Linked DNA regions of Mus musculus: region 2 is linked to region 1. The links are chromatin contacts, called in public promoter capture Hi-C maps. All regions are on one chromosome and are shown on one strand. Each heading gives the region's core, a stretch centred on a gene start, on an enhancer-like site or on the middle of the called end of the contact. The rest is flanking DNA. Distances are from core to core; before and after follow the strand shown. Region 1 overlaps Mybl1 (myeloblastosis oncogene-like 1). Region 2 holds the start of Vxn (vexin).

Region 1 (3,656 bases), core at 445-2,944:
ACTAAAAATTTCAAAATGATAAAACCCAGTTTTTTAAATTAAAACTAGAAAAGTGCTTGAGAATAAAGAGTATACATACCACAATTTTAAGAGGTCCATATTTTTTTTCCTGAGCAGCAAGTGCATTCTTAAAAGGAGTAGGAGTTCTTGGTGTGGTGCCCAGTATAGATCTTCTAATAGTAGGAGTTCTGAATCTAGTCAGTCATTCAGATATTTATATTATTGTCACATGTGAGGTCATAAATGTTAACAAAAGCAAAGCCATAAAAAGCATAAGCTATATTTTTATATAGACATGATTTGTTGTTGTTGTTTGTTTGTTTGTTTTTTGGGTTTTTTTTTTCCAAGACAGGGTTTCTCTGTGTAGCCCTGGCTGTCCTGGAACTCACTCTGTAGACCAGACATATGATTTTTAATGCATCACACAGAGCTATCTAAAGTATGGTTGTCTAGAGTCGGTTATACTCGTATAATTTTAAAGAAAAAATGACTTAGAAAAAAGTACTAAGAATATTTTGCTTGCAATAAAATTTTTATGCTAAATTTAGCCAGTTTCCAGTATTCTACAGAAACAAGAGGATGTGACTTTAAAAACAACAATTACAAACTTCTAAATCCTATAGAACTAAAGATTATGGATACACCATTCATTTGAATAAAATGCTGACATACTTCTAACATGCTTCCAGTTTTTCCTAACATAATTATTTAATACAGACTTACCCTACATTTTCTTTTTGATCTTTGGGGGTTGCTTCCTTCTGAAGAGGAGTTGTAATGAGAACTTTCTGCCCACAAATTGGGGTTGATGTAAAGGAAGGGTTTTCTATATTAAGTTGTTCATTTCCAGGACATGTGTTAAAAAACTAAATGAGGAAGTGAATTCAGACAATTTTTAGAACATCAAAGTTCCTGTATAAATATCAAACTGCTAAGACTTCTCTATTGTTTTAGGAAAAGATTATCAGTAATATTACATTTACATGCTACTTCTTGGAAATTAAGCTTCATAAAGGCAAGACATTTGTGTTCTGTTGACTGCTGCCTCCCAGCACTTTGAGCAGATAAGCACATACTAAACATTACAGAAACTCGGTCATGCTTTCTAATAGCACAAAAATATAAAGCAGTGCACATCAAGTACTGATCTACAGAAGCCATCGAGAGTTGTTACAACAACTATCTCCTGGTCTGAGATAAGAGTATAATTGAAAAAAACAACTGTGAATAAGGCCAAGTGCATTTTTCTCTCCGAGTATCTTGAACTCAGAATAGAATAACAGACTGGGTGTATGTGCATACCTGTAAAGACACCAATTAGCTTATTTATTGAAAGTTAAATGCCAGGCAAACTTGCCTGTCTAGAAGACAGACCAGATACTTTAAGCAGACAATACATGAGATCACTTTCTAAACTATACAATGAGACTTAACATTTCATACTACTATGAAATCCTAATTTACTTTTGTAGCTAGCAGACTAGCAGTAGTGATATGAGGAAGTAGAAATTGCTTCAAGAGTGCCACTTACAAGTGCAATCTACTCAAGCTCTATCACTCCTGTCTCCTAATATTTGAATCACCTCACCTAGAATTAAATATCAAAGTCTTTCACAGGATGAAATCCAAATGTCATGGGATATAAGTATCATCTACTTGCTTTCTAGATAGAATCGACTTCAGTAAAAACTACTAACATATAAAGCTCTGGAAGTGGAAACTTTCCCTGGGATAATTCTGAACTTGAGAGCTAAAGGACGTTGTAGACCATGCAAATTGGATTATCTCAAACATTTTCAGACCACAGTAGCTATTATGTACTACCATACCTACCACCTTCCCAACCTTAAAACAAACCTTCAATAAATTCCAGAATTCTCCATATTTGATCATTAAGCTCCCTACTTCTCTTTTAACATTTATGTGATGATTAATGCTGTCAACTTGACAAAACCTAGAATCATCTGGGAAATGGGCTTGTGCTAGCTTGTGAGGCCCTTAATTGGGTTAAATGAGGTGGCAAAACTCAGCCTAAAAGTGGAAGAACCATTCCCCTAGTAGCAGATTCTGGAGGGCCTCAGAAACGAAGCTGAGCAGCAACAGCAGCATGTATTCATGCACGCACTCATAGTGGATATTGACATGCGCAGCTGTCTCAAATTCTACCACTGTGACTTCCACAACATTGTCACCTGGAACTGGGGGCTAAAATAATTCTATCCTTTCCTCCTTACATTGCTTGTCAGGATATTTTATCTCAGCAACAGGGAAGAAATTAAAATATCAAAACACAAGTTGCTTCATTTTAAAACTTACTCCCTTTGGCTTCCAATGTCATTTGAAAGAAGATTAACAGGAGATGCTGTAAGAAGAGACACACAGCCTGGAATATAACAAGTGCCCAATAAAAAAATAATCCTAATGTATACATCTGCTCCTTGGAACATCACTAAGGACTAAAGCAGATGGTCTTGGACATCAAAACATGAGATTCTTAGAGTAAACTGCTATCTTCATTTCTTCCAAAGACTGTCAAAGAGGAAAATTAACATATAAATGAAAATCTAAATTGCTGATAAGGTCTCTTTATACCATGTCAGGAATATATGCTGAACAATCAAGAATCAAAGAGTCATACTAGATCTTAGTCTCAGCTCTGCATTAGAGACCTTTGGGCAAATAAATCATTTTACTTTTTAGGGGCCAGTTTTCCTCAGTCTTATCGAGAAATAGGACTACATGACAAAGGAAACTTCCCTTTTAACTCTTGAAAGTCTATGGTGCTGTGATGCGAATATTACCCTTTCTGACTTTCTGGGTTTACCATTCTCATGCATACAATTAAACATATCTATTTTTGTGGATTTAAAAAAAAACAGTCAATTGCTTTTAAAGATACTAAAGGTCTAACTTAGTCACCATCGGCAAATGTAAAACACTTGTACCTGAGAAGGAGAAAATGGTAGTGTTTTCACTGGTGTGTGTTTGAGTGCTGCATTACCAACTTCGCTAAGTGAGCCATCGCCAAGCTCACTGCCTGCAGACTGACCCACTCGAATTCTTTTCTTCTTTCTGAGGATGGTTGGAGGAGTGCTAAACTTGACCACATTTGGGGATGTTAAAGGAATAGCTTCACTGTCTCCACCATTACGACTGTTCTTTTTCCCTTCAAGTACAAGACTGACGTTAAACTGGCATTCCATGGCTCCTTCATTATGTTGAATTCTCATTAATTTAACTGGAGTAGACTTGACAGGAGAAGCAGCAGCATCAGAAAGATCAAAACTGGTAACATCACTCCATGCTACAGGATCCTACAAAAAAATGAACTCTTAATAAAGTTAAGCTCTTAACAGTTTAGTAACACATGATAATAATTTTTAACAAGTTATTTACAGCCAGGCAGTGGTGGCCCATGCTTTTAATCCCAGCACTTGGGAGCAGAGGCAGGCAGATTTCTGAGTTTGAGGCCAGCCTGGTCTACAGAGTGAGTTCCAGGACAGCCAGGCTATACAGAGAAACCAAAGAAAAAAGCTACTCATTTTTAACCAGTAAAAGCAAGCTTTGTCTAAACATCTTTCTTTAATTAAGCATAACCACCTTAGAAAATACTACAATTTTTTATAATACCAAGATAATGTTTCATCTAATGCAGT
Region 2 (3,446 bases), core at 356-2,855, 73 kb before region 1:
ATCGTCTCGCTGGCCATATCCTAGTTCTTCTTATGTTTTGCTAGTCTTTGAGATAACGTCTGTTTATGTAGCTTATTCTGGCCTTAACTCTCTATATTATCTAGGCTGTGATCCTCTTGCCCCAACCTGTACTGTTGGATTGGGATTTATAAGACCAGATCATATCTCTGAAATTGAAACCAAAGCCCCATTTCAGTATGCAGAAGGCAGCACATAGGATTAGCCATTCACCTCAGATAGAGCAAACATGGCTAGCCAGAGGCACCCCCTATAATAGGTGTAATTCACAGAGAAAGAGATGAAGTGCTGAAAACTACCTAGGGAGCAAACATTTGTCCAGTACAGAAATATCAGTAGACACAACTCCATGTCTAAAATATGATGAACTAGGTTCACCCAAGGTTAAAGAATGGCAAGTCAAGACTAAAGAATTGAACACAAAGAGACTGGAGAGATGTTTCAGTGGTTAAGAACACCAACTGCTCTTCTAGAAGACCATGAATTGATTCCCAGCACCCACATAGCAGGTCACAATCACCTGTAACTCCAGTTCAGGGGATCTGTTGTCCTATGCTGGCAAAACATACACATTAAATAAAATTTTAGAAATTAATAGAACATGGTTGTAAATACTCGTAATCCCTACTTTGGGAAGGCTATGAGTTTGGGGCCAGCCTGGGCTATAGCATCATACACACACACACACACACACACACACACACACACACACAGAGAGAGAGAGAGAGAGTTTGAGGAGCTAGTTTATTAACTTTTCAGTCAATCTAGAGATTAAATCCAATTTTGGTGCAAATTAGCTATTTTAATCATTAAAGAAGCTAAAGTCTTCATACTTCAGTTTCTTGAGAATACCACGGTAAAATAATAATTAGCTAGAGCCATTGGTTAGTTATAGATACTCAATGATATCATATAGCTAGCTCCATGACTTGTAACTAATATTTAATAGGGCAGCTGTCACTGTTAATTTCATTACACTCCATCAGTCTTATGGTGTGAAACTGTGTAGCATAATAAAAAGTAGTGGGATTGGATAAAATGCATATGCTTATATATGTTTATGAAATGTATAGCTACCATGACATTTATTTGTGTATATATTAGGAAAGATTATATGAGGAAAATATAGCATACCCATAGACTATATAACATAAAAAGATAAGGCAATAAATACATTCCAATATAGAAGATAATAAAATATAACTATCCTATAAACGGGTCCCTTGGTGTGTGCACTGCCTGTTGCGTGACTATGCATACCTGTAGGGTTGTACAAAGAAACACTAAACTCTCACCTCCTGAAATGTAAGCCTTGTTGTCAAAGTGGATTGAGAAAAATATGTGGTGAAAAAACAGTCCTTTTATTTAAAATAGAAACTTTGAAGGGAGCGGAGTTAACATATGACAAATGAAGATCCTGTTCCCCTGGAGGAGGAGAAAAAGCCCTTCCTTTCTGGAATGAGACCCGGGCACACTGATAGCAAAACTGACGTTTCGTCTATTCCTCTTCTGTGAAATCCTCCAGCCAAGCTGTGCGCTAACTGAGTAGGCGAATTCACTTCGTCACTTCACAAAAGACTTCCAAATTCACTGCGGCAGACACTGGAAAATAAAATTGTTAAGTACATCCTAGCTGAGAGGGAGAGACGGAAGGCTCCGTGTTCAATCAAAGGTTTGCAATAATAGGAGTCATTTAAGAAAGAAAGAAAGAAAGAAAAAAAAAAAGACAGATGGGATTAGGAAATGTTGCTGCGGTGAGACTGTCATGAGAGGCACAGGCAGCCTGCCTTTTGTGGACCTGCACAATGATCACAGAGCCAGACTGGCTTAGGAGACCCTGGGACTAGGGCTCCAGAGAGAGGCCACGGGCTCCCGGACACCCTGCAGGGCAGGGGGCTGAGACCATGCATCAGATCTACAGCTGCAGTGATGAGAATATTGAAGTTTTCACCACGGTGATTCCTTCCAAGGGTGAGTAATAATCCTAACAACCGCTCTTGGCGTCCCCTATTGTGGCATCTTATGCGGGAGGTGACCCGGTGCTGTCGGACTAAGGTACACTAGTACTTGGTACCCTCGGGTCCCGAGGTCTGCTGGCTTCTTCGTGTCGATGTCATTTGATGTCCCCCTTTTCTGAAGAGGGGCACAAGGATAAACATCAATCATAGGGAAACAATCTATTCAGGCGGGGACGAGGACAGCATAGCCTTCCTGCTTCACTTAATTCGAAACGGACAACCCAGCAGGCTCAAAGGCTGGGACAATAAGTGATTGTTAAAGAGACAACGATGGAAACAAAATTTCCAGGGCAGCCTAATAAGCTTTCTTATTGTCTCCGGTAAAGGAAAAAAAAAGGGCAGGTTCTGAAGAGAGAATCAGCCGTTCCAAAGCCAACTCCATCTGACTTGGGAGGGAAAAGACTCCAGAAAGGCAATCAAACACCCAGAAAGGCAATGAAGCTGACCCCAGGCTGACTTATCCATAGGACCACAAAGGGAACTACCAAAAGGGAATCTTGACGTTATAACCTCTGGGTCCTGGCCATTGGTGCGGATCCCTGGGAAGGGCTTGTGAGTCCAAATTTGAGGAAGGGCCGATGATCCAGTCAGCTTTACCTTGCCATTGTTCTGACCCTGTAGCCCCTTGTCCTGCTGTGGCACAGGCTTACGCCTGGCTTGACTGTGATATTTGGCTAAAATGGTTTGAATGTTTGCTAGTGCTGGGAGCACACATTCAAACTATTCTTTTCTTCCTCTGTCCAATACTGAGGGGGGTTACCAGGGGTGGAGACTCAGCCTGGGCACAGGCAAACAGCTAAACATAAATTGAGCTCTCAACATCTACTACTGAGGGAAAGGGAGGAAAGGGGAAGTTGGGAGTGTGCCCATGTGTAGGAGTTGAAATTCGCTCTGGAGATTCTGAAAGTCAACCCTTCTGAAGAGGAATGAATTAGATCTGTGTGTATAGAGGTGGCCTTTCCATTTACTTTATCTCTGCCTTTTGTTTCTGTGGGTTTTTTGGGGGGGTAGGGTGGGGTTGCATTGCTAGTGGTGAACCAGTTGTCCATGCAAGGTAAGCAAGAGCTATACCGCTGATCTACCACATAAGACCTATAGATCAGTGTTGAAGGGGAAAGAAAAAGCAAGCTGAAAACCAATCTATGCTTAGTAGCATACTTGGAACTCTAAGATAATTGTGCATAGTATTTATGGGTACATTTTTGGAGCAACACATGCAAACAAGACTAGAAGGACCCATGTGTTATAAAATCAGTGAGGTCAGTGGCCCTGGAGAAGGGTGGAAGGAAGATAGGAGAAGGTGAGAAGGGGTCTAATCTCACTGTTAATTTTTGGAAAGTGAAGATTATGACTGCTTCCACTGAGAAGAGTGGCTCATATCTATAACCCAAGAAAGCTGAGAATTGTCAG

The links. Promoter capture Hi-C pulls out the DNA fragments that hold promoters and counts their contacts.
Region 2: a promoter capture Hi-C map of pre-B cells shows a contact between it and region 1. The contact joins the promoter of Vxn here to the enhancer-like site in region 1. A contact is called at or near these places in 10 of 39 promoter capture datasets (the 3T3-L1 cell line, 3T3-L1-derived adipocytes, the C10 cell line and 6 more), 4 of 484 Hi-C or Micro-C datasets (the C10 cell line, bone marrow-derived macrophages, cerebellar granule neurons and 1 more), 4 of 115 datasets of contacts at active chromatin or transcription factors (the 230-238 cell line, differentiating embryonic stem cells, embryonic hindbrain and 1 more) and 3 of 9 other capture datasets (adipose tissue, liver and pancreatic islet).

What each region holds. Positions count from the first base shown.
Region 1 is chr1:9,673,022-9,676,677 of GRCm38.p6, forward strand. It overlaps Mybl1 (myeloblastosis oncogene-like 1), which reads right to left. Exons shown (of 15, transcript NM_001290397.1): 10 at 2,946-3,314; 11 at 724-866; 12 at 80-194. Among named protein-coding and RNA genes, the nearest start is that of Mybl1, 25 kb to the right of the region's middle. Within about 2 kb of position 1,695, at least 6 of the 459 cell types and tissues checked have an H3K27ac peak or open chromatin away from gene starts, as enhancers often do. A contact at or near this core is called in bone marrow-derived macrophages and pre-B cells, where this site is marked.
Region 2 is chr1:9,599,662-9,603,107 of GRCm38.p6, forward strand. Vxn (vexin) reads left to right here and starts at 1,606. Exons shown (of 6, transcript NM_178399.4): 1 at 1,606-1,989. The coding sequence starts at 1,923. All of the region lies in intron 3 of 2610203C22Rik (RIKEN cDNA 2610203C22 gene), which reads right to left.